Regions from separate parts of the Macaca mulatta genome. Here region 2 is linked to region 1. Evidence: chromatin contacts called from public Hi-C data. All regions are on one chromosome and are shown on one strand. The core of a region is the stretch at or near the end of the contact, and the rest is flanking DNA. Distances in the headings are between cores, read along the strand shown.

Region 1 (7,591 bases), core at 3,179-5,678:
CTCCTGGGTTCACACCATTCTCCTGCCTCAGCCTCCTCAGTAGCTGGGACTACAGGCGTCTGCCACCACGCCCAGCTAATTTTTTGTATTTTTAGTAGAGACGGGGTTTCACCGTGTTAGCCAGGATGGTCTCAATCTCCTGACCTTGTGATCCGCCCGCCTCGGCCTCCCAAAGTGCTGGGATTACAGGCATGAGCCACCACACCCAGCCAAAAAAATTTTAAATTAGCTGGATGTGGTAGTGTGCACCTGTAGTCCTCAGTACTTGGGAGGCTGAGGCAGGAAAATCACTTGAGTTCAGGGGTTCGAGGTTACAGTGAGCTATGATTGCACCACTGTATCCCAGCCTGGGTGACAGAGTGAGACCCTATCTCTAAAAATAAAAATTAAAAAAAGAAGCATCCCCAACATCCTGAGTGTCTTGCTACCATACTGTACTTGCCATACCACACCGTCAGCATCTGCTTATGCACACGCAGCATGGCTTTCCCAGTAGGTGGTGTGAGAATGGGGAGAGGCAGAGAGCTGAGTTCAGTTGGAAGGCTCATTCAGATGGAAGACCCCAAGGGGATCTTCTTAGGAGGGGGCAGCCAGGGGCTACTCAGACATTTGGAAGACAGGCAAAAAGCATCCCAGCAGGCAGCCGCCTGAGGCAGATCTAAGCAGACAGGTCACTGCACAGTGGTGCGTGCAGAATTGCATTTGTAAGATAAGCATCAATCAAATCTTTCCTCTATTTTGTGACAGTCACATAAAATGATAGAGCTATCTCCGTGACAAGCAATACAGATGAAGGCCCAGGGACCATCTGGGAAGTCATCCCGGTCCCAGGCTGGGGGAAAGAAATGGCTCCTCAAAGGGTGGCTGTGAAAAACAAATAACCCTTTCAATCTGATAGGGGGCAGAAATAAGCACCTAAGGAAGAAGCCAACTTCAGCCAGGAAAGAGCAGGGGAAGAGAAGGAGAGAGCCCTAAAATCCAGTGAGAAGAGATCAGCTCAATAAATGGAGTGAAGGAGTGAATGAAGGAGCTTACCTTTTGTTGGAAAGAGCATGAGCCTGAGTCCAAGCGACCTGGCATTTGAAAGATAAGCCCTGGCTCTTTCAGTGGTCCTGTAAACGTAGGCAAATCACACTCCTGGCCTCAGTTTCCTCATCTATAAAAGGAGTTCATAAAATGGCTTCCTGGCAAAACTGTTGCAAGAATTAAAACCTGTATATGGGAGGGTGTTTTATTAACCCCTTAATTGTTTTGTTTGTTTGTCTCTGTGCTTCATAGTTTCTTCTAGCAAGTCATCCTGAGTAGTGGAAATAGTTTGGAGTTCCAAATCAAACAAACTAGATTCAGCTTCCAGGTCTATCATTTATTACGTATGAGACCTTGGCAAGAAATTTTACAAGATTAAGACAGTTTCTTCATTCATAAAACAAGTGTTGTTGGGAAAATTATAGGTAATGTGGGTAATACACCTAGAATAGTACGGTAATTTCTTGGTATAGGCAAGGGATTGGCTCCAGGACCTCCACCTATACTGAAATTCACACCTACTCAAGAACCACAGTTGGCCCAGTGGAACCCCCCTAGACTAAAAGTTGGTCCTCTGAATATACAGACTTCGCCTCCCTTCACTACTGTATTTTCTTCTCTTTTTCTTCTAAGAGATGGGTGTCACTCTGTTTCCCAGGATGGAGTACAGTGGCCTGATCATAACTCACTCTAGCTTCAAGTTCCTGGGCTCAAGCGATCCTCCTATCTCAGCCTCCCACGTAGCTGGGATTACAGGTTCGAGCCACTGTGCTTGACCCACCATGGTATTTTTTTTTTTAATCAGTGTTTGGTTGAAGAAGAAAATTGGGTATAAGTGGACTTGCACAGTTCAAACCCATGCTGTTCAAAGGTCAACTGTATATGCAATAACAGGGGCTCAATAAATGTAATTCCCTGTCTTCCTACTTGAAGCATTTCAGTGAGAATAATGAGGGAGTTGGGCAAATGTGGACCTCATCCTCCTCCTTTAAGCCACACTCTCCTTTTCTAATTCAATCTGTCTTTAGATCATTCCTCACTGCTAACCCATCACCACCTTTTCATTGTTTTCCCAGGTATCTTAGAGCTACAGAAACAATATCATAACAGCTACCATTTATTGAGCACCTAATAAATGTCAAGCATTCTACAAGATGCTTTCAATGCATTCCATCTTGCACACAACAGATGCTTGATATTCATTTCCTTCCTCCTCCAGATTGGAAAGAGATAGCCATGGGTGTGTCTACTGACAGAACAGAGGCACACCTGCAGAATAACATCAGTGTCCTCTCTCTTTGTACAGTGTTTTACAGTTTACAAAGTTCTTTTCACCTACATTATACTATTTGATTCTCACAAAAATTCTTGGAAATGGATGAAGAACTTGAGGCAGGAGCACCACCACAGCTCAATTATTCATTCAATCAACATTCACTAAGCACCTACTATGTACCAGGCCCTGTGCTATACTTTGGGGAGATGGAGAGAAACTCTAGGAGCTGAAAGCTCAGAGGGGAAACCTATTTAACTTTTTACTGATGCCTCCCTTCATGTCATAATCTTTAAGAAACTGAAGATTTATTTCTTGGACTGGAGATGCTTTTAGATTTTTGCCTTTTCCCATACGGTTTCCTCTGATAGGAACACACTTTCCTCCACTGCTAGCTAAATCCTTCATGACCAGAAAGCCTTCTCCAACCCACCCACCTCCCCAAGAATGCCTCTTCTCTGGCTCCCACAGCACCAGGGCTTTCCACTTCTATATATAGGGACTTTCACAGCTTCCATTGTCTTCCTCTGTTTATAGGCACAGAACAGGTGGGCACCCACCTGTGCACACACACACACACCCTCTCCTTTTACTGTCTCCCACCCCTTTCCATCTGGATTCCAGGAAGCTGGGGGAAGAGGGCCCATCTTGTTGTGTTTGGGTTTTTTTTTTTGTTTTGTTTGTGTGTGTGTGTGTGTGTGTGGTTTTTTGTTTTTTGGGTTTTTTTTTTGTTTTTTTGAGAGCCCATCTTTCTCCCACCCCCTCCATATCTCTCTTAGCTTCCAAAGGCTGCTGCTCTACCCTCTCCAAAGTTCCTTCCACGTTGGGACTACAGAACAGAGTTGAATGACTTTTTCTGTCCATGATTCTCTTATTTTCTGTGACCCCTGGTGCCCATATAACAAGGTCCAGTGCCTGGGTCCCCTCCTTGGACTCCTGAGTGGCCAAGACACCGCTAGTGCCTGGGCCCCACTTCAATCCCCATTATCTTTCCACTATTACACCACAACCCACACCTGGCCTCCTCTCCAGCCTGACCCAGCGCTCCACCACCCTATCTATACCCTCCGGGTTCTCTCACGATTCCTCCACTCGCAGCCGCCAGACCCTACTCTATTCCAGAGCCTCCTCCCCACTCCTGACCAGAATATAGGCCCCTGTGTCCATTTCCAAGGCCACTTCCCTCTGTCTCCACCACCTCCCTGCCCCCTTCCTCTGCAGCTGGGTAGACCCAGCCTGGCCTCTCACCCTTCCATTCTCCCAGGCTTCCCGCCCCCAAGCCCCACCCCTCGCCTTCCATCTACAGTTATCCCCACGCTGGTCCCCAGCTGGGCTTCACCTCCGACCCCAGCTATCCCTACCCACATCCCCCATAAATGACCCTTTTTCGACCAGACACTGCCCTGCTGCCCTTCCCCATCCCAGCTATCCATACCCACATCCCCCACCCCCGACCCTCTCCCGACCAGGGCACCAGGGATGCTCCCCAGCTGCCCAGCGCCCCTTCCCCTCAGCCCCTGAGTCCCCTCCAGCTCCAAACGACCCCCACCCAGCCAGTCCCCTCCCCTCAGCTCCTCACCTCCACGCCTTCCCCCGCGCCCCCGCTCTAGCACCCCTCAATCCTCTCCCTCAGCGCCCCGTTCGCTGCCTCTCGGCTGCCCGGTACCCCCTTTCCGCACAGCCCCTCTCCGCCCTCCTCGCAGTTGCCTCGCCCCCCACGCTCCCGTTTCCCCCCCGCAATCCCTCGCTGCCCTCCAGTTGCCCCCATCTCTCCTCCCAGCCCCAGCGCCGTCTTTCTTGCTCCTCTCCCGCCCTTGGAGCTCCCCTGGCTGCCCCCACGGTCCGGGAGACCCCCTCGGCGCTCCCTCCCTAGGCGAGCCCCACCTCTGCCGCCGCGGAGCCCCCTCCCTCGCTCCTCCCCCGGCTCCCCTCCGCTGCCCCGTGCTCCTTCTCGGCGCCCGCTCTCGGTGCCCAGCGCCGCGCGCCGGGGATCGGTCCCTGATCTTCCGCGGGCGGGCTGCCCGGGCCGCGCCCCTTACCGCGGACTCCGAGTGCGGGACGACGGGTTCGCTCCCGTAAGGTCGGCGGGACAGTAGGACCTGGCGGCAGGAGGGAGCGGAGGGGGCCGGGGCAGGGCTCTGCGGGGCACTGCGGGCGGGTCGGGTCCGGTCCTGTCTTCACGGAGGCGCCTGAGGGATGAGGCTCCAGCTCCAGCGCCGCTCTTCTCCGGCCGCGTCCAGGCCCCGCCCAGGGGCGGAGTCTGTGTTCGCCCCGCCCCTCAACGTCTAGCAGGTGTAAGGAATCCGAGGTTACTTAGGACCTCCAGGTCCCCCATATCTGGGTGACTATCGTGATTTATCTTAATTGTCATGCCTCGTTCCATTGACTGAACTTACTAGGGTAATTAGAGAGCTTTGATGATACTGTAGCTAATGATGGGTAACAGTTTTGCCGTTTCCAAACTGCTTTCTGGTCCGTTCTATCGCTCCGTCTTCATAAAAGCCCAGGGAGGGAGGCTGACTACAAGCGGAAACGAAGCCAGAAACCTGGACGCTGTCCTCTACCTTATCTGTGCTTCCTTCACACCCCACATCCCACCGCCTTAACATATCCCTGCCCTGCCTCTGTGTCTCCATTGCGCTTGTTCTGACTCCGGCATCATCACTTGTTGCTCGGACTAATGCAACAGCTTCTTAATTCCTGCCTTCACCCTCCAATTCATCCTATAAAACCAAGAGGTGGTGTCAGCATGGCCATTTCCACCCTTGTACAAAAATTATTTCTCCTATGCTCTCCAGTCATACCACCCTCTACCCCTCCTCATCACTGACACCCAATTGCTCCTTATGCATTAAAGATTGCAGACCCTGGCTAATGGTCATCCTCACTAGCCCCTGTTCTGTGCCATCCTCCTGGTGACTTCAGTAGCTATGAGATTTCCTGGTCCCACTCATTCTGAGTCAGATACCAAAATCATTTTGACACAAGCCTGAGCAACCCTTTAAAAAATGTCACCATGTTACTATCAACCTTGTTTAAGAAAACTCTTGGCCGGGCGCGGTGGCTCAAGCCTGTAATCCCAGCACTTTGCGAGGCCGAGGTGGGCAGATCACTTGAGGTCAGGAGTTCGAGACCAACCTGGCCAACATGGTGAAACCCCGACTCTACTAAAAATACAAAAATTAGCCAGGCATGGTGGCCCATGCCTGTAGTCCCAGCTACTTGGGAGGCTGAGGCAGGAGAACTACTTGAACCCAGGAGGCAGAAGTTGCAGTGAGCCAAGATCACTGTACTTCAGCAGTGCACTCCAGCCTGGGAAACAGAGACAGTCTCTGTCAAAAAACAAACAAACGAAAATCTCTCAATGGTTTCCCATTACCAGGAGGCTGTCAACAGGTGTAGGAAAATGTTCTTGCCTGGCCCGGCCCTAGAAAGTCCCACTTCCACCAGAGGAGGCAGATACAGGAGGCAATTAACGCCCCACCCTCAAATCCTGATGTGGACTTCCAGTCTTCCTGAGGTCACAGGAGCCAGCTGACAGCTTGGTCTAGAATCGTCTTTCCTCACACTTCTCCCCCATCTCAGATCTTAGACGTCTAAGTCAAATACCAAAACCATTTTCCCCCCAAGTTCCATTATGACCCTGTCTACAGTGTACATCTCCAGCCTAGGAACCACCCAAGCTGACAGCTCCTCTACTTGTCTGGCCTCTGTCTCAGACGCTTACTCTTCTGAGCTTCTTGCCAAGGCCTTTCACTCACACTGCCCACCACACTGCCGGCCCTTTTCTCTATGCCTTCTAGAATCCTGTTCTTTTGTCAACAAACTCTCATATACTCTCTACTTCTTCAGAGTACTCAGATGACTTCTTTGCCTGAGCATCTTCCAGGTACTGCCTCCTTTGCTGCCCTCTGCTAGAAGGCTTCTCACTTTTCCACTCCCCATATACTATAAAACCAGGATGTGGGGTCGGCTTGGCCATTTCCACCCTTGTACAAAAATTATTTCTCCTGTACTCTCCAGCCATACCCACCTCAACCCCTCCTCATCACTGACACCCAATTGCTCCTTATGCATTAAAGATTGCAGCCCCTGGCTCATGGTCATCCTCACAAGCTCCTGTCCTGCCATCCTCCTGGTGACTTCAGTAGCTATGGGAGTTCCTTGTCCCTCAGTCCTTGGCCTCCACATCACCTTGGCCACCAGCTCCCATGGTCACTCTTGAGCTCTTAATCACCCACTGCTGGTACCTCTGTAATAGCAAAATCAGACATGCTACACTGAACTGCTCCCTCACTCCCTTTCTCCCACAAGGCCCTACTTTCCTCATTTTGAAATAGATAAGTTGATAATGATTATTCTGTCTTCCCAGGAATAATGAGATAGCATATAGAGCCATCCTTTTAAAGTTGTGAGACAATATGAGAACAGATGGTATTGCTTTTATGTAGTCTCAGTTCTTCTGGTTGCTTTCTCCTTCTCCCTCCCCTGAAAGGTGGTGTAGTAAATTAGAAAGGGCACACACAGGCTTGGGGCCAGGCAGACCTGGTCTTCAGTCCTTGCTTACTGTGTGATCTTATGCCAATTACCTCATTTCTCTCACACGCACACCCATTCCTCATTTGTAGAAAGAGCAATAATAAGATCTGCTTCTCAGAGTTGTTGGGAAGACCAAATGAGAACACGAGCTACTGCAGAGGACTTGATAGAGTGCTAGGCACACAGTAAGCATTCGATAAATAGGAAACACTGTGCTTCGTATAACAGAAAAAAAAAGTGCTATTTTTAAACCACAACACTCTTCCAGGAATAACAGATCCCAATGCACAGAAGGTCCTTTTGTCCTGCTTGGGGCCTCAATTGATGAGTGTGAATATGTAACTTTGGGAGAAGAATTTGCTCTCTATATTTAAAAAGGCGGTAGGAGTAGTAGGTGGGGCATGATGGCCCATGCCTGCAATCCCAGCACTTTGAGATCACCTGAGGCCAGTTCAAGACCAGCCTGGCCAACATGGTAAAACTCTCTCTCCACTAAAAATACAAAAATTAGTCGGGCGTGGCGGTGGGTGCCTGTACTCCCAGCTACTCGGGAGTCTGATGCAAGAGAATTACTTGAACCTGGGAGGCAGAGGTTTCAGTGAGCCTAGATTGTGCTATTGCACTCCAGCCCGGGCGACAGTGCAAGACTCCATCACAAAAAAAATTAGGGGTAGCGGGAGGCGGAGGTTGCAGTGAGCCGAGATTGCACCATTACACTCCAGCCCATTTGAGATGAAACTCCATCTCAAAAAA
Region 2 (7,591 bases), core at 2,630-5,129, 340 kb before region 1:
GTGAATATAGGGTACATAAAAGGAGAATGGAGAAAGGAACCATAGAGGAAACCCAGATCAGGTGCTGTGCTAGATAATTTTCATACACATTCCCATCATAACCCTGGTAGGTAAATGCTCATATTTCATTTTACAGATAATGAGACTGAGACTCAAACTACTCTTAGTAACTTATCAAGGTCACATAGAAATGGTGAATCTGAGATTGGACTTGGGTCTTATTTCAAAGCCCTGTTCAATTCTTAATGTTACTAGGCTCCCATTCCTCTGGACTAGAAGAGTGAATTCAGATACCGTAAGTTATTGTAAGGCAGTGTAAAACCAGTGGAGGAAAGCAGAAAAGTGAAAAACTTTCTTTGTGTTGGTTACGAAGTGTGTGCCACTAGATGGTGCCCTTTCCTTGATGAAGAAGTAAAATGTTGATTGGGTCCTGTGGTTTGATTCCTTCCCATACTAGTCAAAAAGAAAACATTGGCATTTTCAGATAATATCTGGAAAATGGAGACATGACAACATTTGAGGCAGTGTGGCCCGGGCTTGGTGGCTCATGCCTGTAATCCAGCACTTTGGGAGGGTGAGGCAGGAGGATCACTTGAGTTCAGCAGTTTGAGACCAGCCTGGGCAACAATGAGACCTCTTCTCTACAAAAAAAAATGAACAAAATCAGCTGGGTGTGGTGGCTTACACCTCTAGTCCCAGCTACTTGGGAGGCTGAGGTGGGAGGATCACTTGAGTGCAGAAGGTCAAGGCTGCAGTGAGCTGAGATCATACTGCTGCGCTCCAGCCTAGGTAACAAGAGGAAGACCCTGTCTCAAAGAAAAAAAAAAAAAAGTAGGATGTAGTGGCAAAAACAAATACAGGGCATGTATATAATGAAATTCAGATTTAGATTCTGCCATATTCTGGCATTGTGATTTGAGGCAACTTTTCAACTCTGAGCCCTATTTTCCATATCTGTGGGCTAGGCATCATGCCATTTACTCATAGTATTGTGAGTACCAAATTTAGTTAGTAAAATTTGAAAAGTACTCAAACACAGTGTTTGGAGCTTAATAGGATCTAAATGAATGGTAGGTTTTTTTTGTAATTCGTAATTTCTGTTAATACAGATGAATCCCAGATGCTGAAGAATTCTAAAGGGCCTTAGGAATCACCAAAGAAAAATGAATTATATTAAACAAGGTTTTAATGGTAAATGTGTTATACATCTTTGAAAACTATTAATCCACATATGATTTAGAGTAACCCTCTTTTACTCCATCCAGTGAAACTGAGTATTCCATTTACCTGTTGTACTGGGTATCAGAATTGAATGTGATTTCCTGAGGGATGCATTATCTATTCTCTTTTCTTTTAGTCTCTCATGAGAGAGGTCAGTGGTGCACCATGACAGAATATTAATATTTACAGTAATGACTTCTGTTAGTGCCCTATTTCATTGATACCATGACTTTTTTTTTTTTTTTCCACAATTCTATAAGGTGTTAGTTTTAGGTTACTGTATAACCTTAAGAATGTCTTCCTTTTTCCCTTGGATCTGTATCCTGTAAGAACTTTTATCAATTGTCTTGTCATTTCACTGTGAAAAGTCACTCTATTCATTCTGGCTTTTCTTGTCAATTCAGTAGCCTTTTTGTAAGCTCTTTCCCTTCTCTATGAATTTAATATTGAAAATATCCTCCCTTGGGCAAGATGTAAACATCTATTTAACCTCTGTGATTGGTACGTAGATGTCATTAGTGCTATATTTTATGAATGTTTATACTATTTCATAATTACAAATTAAAAATTAAATGAAAGAGAAAGTGATGCGAGAATATATTCCAGGCAAGTGCTAACCATAAGAAAGCTGGGAAACAGAATTAATGTCAGACATAGAATACTAAGAAAATAAATTAAATTATTATGGAAAAAGAGAATACCAAAGACACGGTATCACATAGATAACATTCTTTGACAACAATGGAATAAATTAGAAATTCTAAAGGGTCCTTGACGAAACAGTAGCCACCCACCTCAGACATATACTTCTGAATGATTCATTGGTGAAAGTAGAAATCATAATAGAAATCGTGAAATATCTAAATCTGAACAATAATGAGAAAACCACATGTTAAAACTGCATCTATGGAAGTCTATGATTTATAATCTTAAATGAATATATTACAAGACAGATTGAGAATTAATGATCTAAGCATTACATTTTTAAAATTAGGAAAAGAAAAGTAATAGCAGAGGAAATAGAAAGAAGAAAATAACAAAAAGAATACACTAATGAAATGGGAAATAAACAGTAGAGAGCATAAACAAACTGAACTGTGATTCTGTGAGAACAGTAATAAAATAAACCCCCGTTAGATTGGGAGGAAAAAAACAAAGGCACAAATAATATTAAGAATGGAAAAAGATAAGTACATAATAGTAGAGATGAAAAATTGGCAGGAAGCTGCTACAAATATATGTTGCCAATAAATTTGAAAGCTTACATGAAAAATGGATAATTTCTCAAAAAAGTATACATCAACAAAATTAGACTATCAAAGAACTTGACAAGGTGATTCTAAAAGTCATTTAAAATTTGGGAAAGTGGAGAGATATTTTTAAAGAATAAGGTGTTGGTGGACTTGCCGCTCCAGATATTAAGGTTTTTAAATGAAACTATGGTAATTAAAATGGTATGGTGGTGTTATAAGAGAAAGAAATAGATTAGTGGAATGGAAGAGAAAGCTGAAAAACAGAACCATTTGGATTTGGGCCTTGGAATAAGCTGGAAATTTGGTATATGATAGAGCATTACAAATCAGACATTATCACTTTGTAAATGAAGCTGGATCAATTGGGTGTCCATATGAAAAAAAGAATATTACTCTTTACCCAATGTGATACACAAAAACAAATTTCAGATGTATAAGAGGTATAAAATGAAATTTTAAACTTAGAAAAAAAGCATAGGTGATATCTTTATGATGTCGAGATAGAGCAGAAAGCATAAACCACAATGGCAAATATTTGTGGATTTGACAACATTCAAAATTTAAAACCTTTGAACAAAAAAAGATACCACAGTAAAAGGGAAAAGACAACTCATGGACAGAAGAGAAAATACTTACATCAATTGGCAAAGGATTAATATTCCGTGTATATATAAATAACTCCTGCATATTAATAAAGAAGACAAAAAAATCCCCCCAAATGCATACAAATTGGTAAAAAAGACAAAAGAATACTCAAAATGTAGACAAGTTACATACTTTCAATTCATGTAAGGGGGAACAAGAAGGTAAAATGTTGAATGCAAAAGCAAAGCAAATTGTTTACCAATCTGTTACTGGCATCTAGGACAGTGCCTAAAAATTCAATAAATACTCGTTGAATCAATGAATGAATGATGCTAAAGTAGGTCCTCCATGCAGCGTCTTCTTTAGTGAGCAGGTTGAACCTCAAGCCATTCTGCTCCCTGCTATATTATTGATTCTCTCACTCCTCTCTAGACCATATGTTCCTCCAGGGCATAGACATGTTTTGTATCCCCTGGCTGTTACTGTTCTTGGTCCAGAATAGGTATTTAGTAAGTTTGTTGAAGTAATTAGTGAATATTGTTTACTGTCACCATGTCCTGTTAAGAACAGGCTTTAAATCAGGGTTTGCAAGACCTAGAATTCTTCTCCATTTTAGTTGTTGGACCTTTGGCAAACTTAAAAAAATTTTTTTTTAAACTTGAGTCCCAGTTTCTTAATCTCTAAAAAAGAGTAATGATCTGTTCTGCCTAAATCTCAGGGACCATATTTAATTGCACCATGTGAATGTAAGTAGACTTCCAGTGTCATTTAAGCAGTGATGAAAAGTATGTGGTTGTGGAGTTATAATGGGAGTAGCTATGCTGTGTATTCTTAGCACTGTCTACATTCCTTTTAGGAGCCTGTGAGCAATCTGTGTCCCAGAGGAGTCATCATTCTTTTTAATTATTTTTGGAACCAATTCACTAGCCTACTTTTCTCTTCTTTTTGCAAAGGGAGATTGGCCCCAAAATAGCCAGAATTCTGTTTCTTTCTTTTTTTTCCCTCTCAAGCCATGAGAGCAAAACTATCTTTCTGTCTTTGGCATCAGAATGATGATTCATGTCTGAAGTATGTCTGTGTGTATAGAAAAAAAAAAGGAAAAGAGGGAAAGTCAGCATATTCATCCAGTAGGACAAGATTGTGTAGCTCTAGTTTCTGTTTGGTGCCTTGATAGTGTGACCCTGGAGCAACAGGCACTTTGTTGACCTCAAGTACTGATAGAACTTTAAGAAGTTGACCATCTGAAACCTTCAGAAAAAAATCATGAGAGGTCACTGAAAGATATATATGTTTATTATGTTGGCATAATGGGAGTCATAAAAGTGGAGTTGAAAGAAAAACATTGGTATTTTTGTGGGTTAGTATAACAAATAACTTTTCTTAACAACAGAACACCATTTCATATATATATTATCAAAGGAATTTTTGCTCTACCAGATATAAACAAAAAAGTACTCTAGACCCAGATAAAGGGAGAGGAAGGATGTCTCAGGCAGAGGGAACATGTGCAAAAAATGGTGGTAGGAGAGAACTTGGGGCAATTGGTAAACCTTAAGCTATTTAAGTGTAGAATAGAGAGGTAGGCATGGAGCAAATCACTAAGGGCCTTGTAGGCTAGGCTGTGGCGGAAAGTGACCACATCCCTTAAGCCAGAAGTGCTTGAGAATGAAAGGGGGATCTATTCATTACTGAGTCAGGGCAACAGGAATAATCCAGGATTGTTCCAGGCAAACCAGGTCGTATGGTCACCTTGTGTGAAGGTCATCTTGATGTGTAACGTATCCTTCAAGGAATAGAAGATTAAAATAAATTATAAACTAAGGATTGGACAGCTGAATAATCTTGACTAAAAGGGAATGAGAGAGGCTAGCCAATTGCTAGATGAAGACATGGAATTGAAAAGGGCTGCTGCTAAAGAGTGTAAAGACTTGAGTCTTGAGTATGTGTAAATGCAGTTGGGAAAAAGAGAGAAAGAGAGAGAGAGAGAGACCGAGAAGAGAAATAGAGACCAGGAAGAGAGAGACAGAAATTGAAAATTGGCAGGGATATGGGGCATGAGTGTGGAAGGACTGGGTTTTAGATAGAAGAATGGATGCCTTTTTCATTATGATAAGTGGAAAGGAAGCATGCTGGGTTTAGATGCAAGTGAGTCTTCAGGTGGGAGGGCATAGCAGGAAGGTTTAGAATTTTTACCCAATGACTGCTTTTGTTGTTGGGAGTCCTAGCCAATGAATAAAGCAATAAAAGACATATAAGGTATAAGGCTTGGAGTAGAAGTAATAAGACTGTTATTCACAGCAACTCAATTGAGCATATGGAAAATCCAAAAGAATCTATGGATATAGCTATTATAATTGAGAATTGAATCTAGCAAGATAACCGGATACAAAGTTATTATATAAAAATCAATGATATTTCTGTATACTGACAACTAGCAATGAGAACATGAATTTTTTGAAATGGAGAACATTTATAATAGCATCAAAAGGCATCAAATTTTTAGGAATAAATATTAACAAAAGATGAGTGAGACCTCTACTCAGGAAATGATAAACATTATTGAAATTAAAAAATGCCTAAATAAATGGCAGTCTATTTATTTAGACTGGCAAATCCCAGTTTATTTCCAGTCATTTGAGTCATTATGCTGGCAAGTGTTTGTGTGTGTGTGTGTGTGTGTGTGTATGTGTAATGTGTGTAGCTGACTAAAAATTTATAAAGAGCCAAGAATATCCATTCCTGATTCCTGCCTTCTCAGCCAGCATACAGAACCCAGTAGAAATGGTGATTTGCTTTCATCTGCCCCTTTGGGGATGGCTAGCTATGACTGTGTTGATGATGTTTATTTATTTAAAAAAATTTTTTTAAATTGGAGGATTTACTCTACCTGATATCCAAATGTAAAGCCTTCCGGAAGATAATGTAGGAGAATATTTTCATAGCCTTGGGACTGGGAAAGACTTCTTAAAGGAGATGTAGAAAGCAGAACTATAAAATGGAAAGTCAATACATTGTACTACTTTAAAGTTAAGAATTCTTCATCAAAAGATATCATTATGTGAGTGCAAAAGCAGGCAACAGAGTAGAAGTAGATACTTGCTTAATTTATAACCATTGAAGGGCTCATACCCATGATATAGAAAGAACTACAAGTAATGAGAAAAAGATAGTCCAGTCTTGTCAATGGAGAAGAAACAAACTATTTCACAAAAGAGGATATTCAAATGGTCAGAAACCATGAAAAGATACTTAACCTTGTCAGTTACTAGGGAAGTGGAAATTAAAACCAGTACGAAATGTCACTGCTTACTTGCCGAGAATACGTAAGGTAAAAAAGTGTTAGTGAAGTTAGTGGAACAGTTGAAACTGTCGTATACCGCTGATGGGAGTATAGTTGACACAATCACTTTTGAGGACCGTTTGATAGTATCTCTAAAACTGATATATGCATATCCTGTGACCAAGGAAATTTACTCTCCTAGATCTGTATTTAATATAAATATATGTATAACAACAGATTTGAATAAGAATATTCATAGGAGCTTTATTCTAATAATGTAAAACTGAAAAGAACATAAATGTCCATCCACAATGGAATTGATCATTGTGGATCTATAAGAGGAATGATATATATAGCAATAAAAATGAACAAACTACTGTTTCATACAACAGTATGGATGAATCTTACAAACATGGTGCATGAAAGAAGCCAGACACAAAGAAAAATAAGTGGTATGAGTCCATTTGTATAAAATTCAAAGACAGGGCCAGGCATGATGACTCACACCTGTAATCTCAGCACTTTGAGAGGCTAGATCACTGGAGGCCAGGAGTTTGAGACCAGCTTGGTCAACATGGTGAATGCTGTCTCTACTAAAAATACAAAAATTAGCTGGGTGTGTGGTGGTGCATGCCTGTAATCCCAGTTACTCGGGAAGCTGAGGCACAAATATCACTTGAGCCTGGAAGGCGGAGGTTGCAGTGAGCTGAGATCACGCCACTGCAGTCCAACCTTGGTGACAGAGTGAGACTCTGTCTCAAAAATAAATAAATAAATAAATAAATAAATAAATTCAAAGACTAAACTAATTTAATATATTAGAGCTAAGGATAGTATTTATCTTTGGAATGGAGGGTTGGGTTAATGATTAGGAAGTGTTACAAGGGGAGCTCTTCTGTTCATTGAGCTTGTACACTTATGATTTGTATATATGTTACATTTCAGTGTAGTGTTATTTTCAGGTGAGATAGTATGTGTAAAATGCTTAGTATAATGCTTTACTCATGAAAATGAGTTCAGTTCAATAGCTGGCAGCATTAACTATTTACTGTGGTTTAGTGCTCTGTGATGATAAGATTCACGGCAGTGTTATCCAACAGAACTTTCTGCAGTGATTAAAATGTTCTGTATTTGTGCTGTTCAGTTTCACAGTCAGCCACAAGTGGCTGTTGAACATTTGAAATATGACTAGTGTGACTGAGGGACTTATTTAATTTATTTATTTATTTTTGAGAGAGAGTTTCGCTCTTGT

What was found. Hi-C and Micro-C count contacts between places; a contact is called where the count stands out from the background.
Region 2: a contact with region 1 is called in a Hi-C map of cortical neurons, with 5 times the contacts expected there. The contact joins the enhancer-like site here to the promoter of RAB3B in region 1. A contact is called at or near these places in 4 of 14 Hi-C or Micro-C datasets (blood, cortical neurons, fetal cortex germinal zone and 1 more).

The regions. Positions count from the first base shown.
Region 1 is chr1:188,662,429-188,670,019 of T2T-MMU8v2.0, reverse strand. It overlaps RAB3B (RAB3B, member RAS oncogene family), which reads right to left and starts at 4,428. Exons shown (of 5, transcript NM_001266792.2): 1 at 4,339-4,428.
Region 2 is chr1:188,998,874-189,006,464 of T2T-MMU8v2.0, reverse strand. All of the region lies in intron 2 of OSBPL9 (oxysterol binding protein like 9), which reads left to right. Among named protein-coding and RNA genes, the nearest start is that of OSBPL9, 46 kb to the left of the region's middle. Within about 2 kb of position 3,879, at least 2 of the 40 cell types and tissues checked have an H3K27ac peak or open chromatin away from gene starts, as enhancers often do. A contact at or near this core is called in cortical neurons, where this site is marked.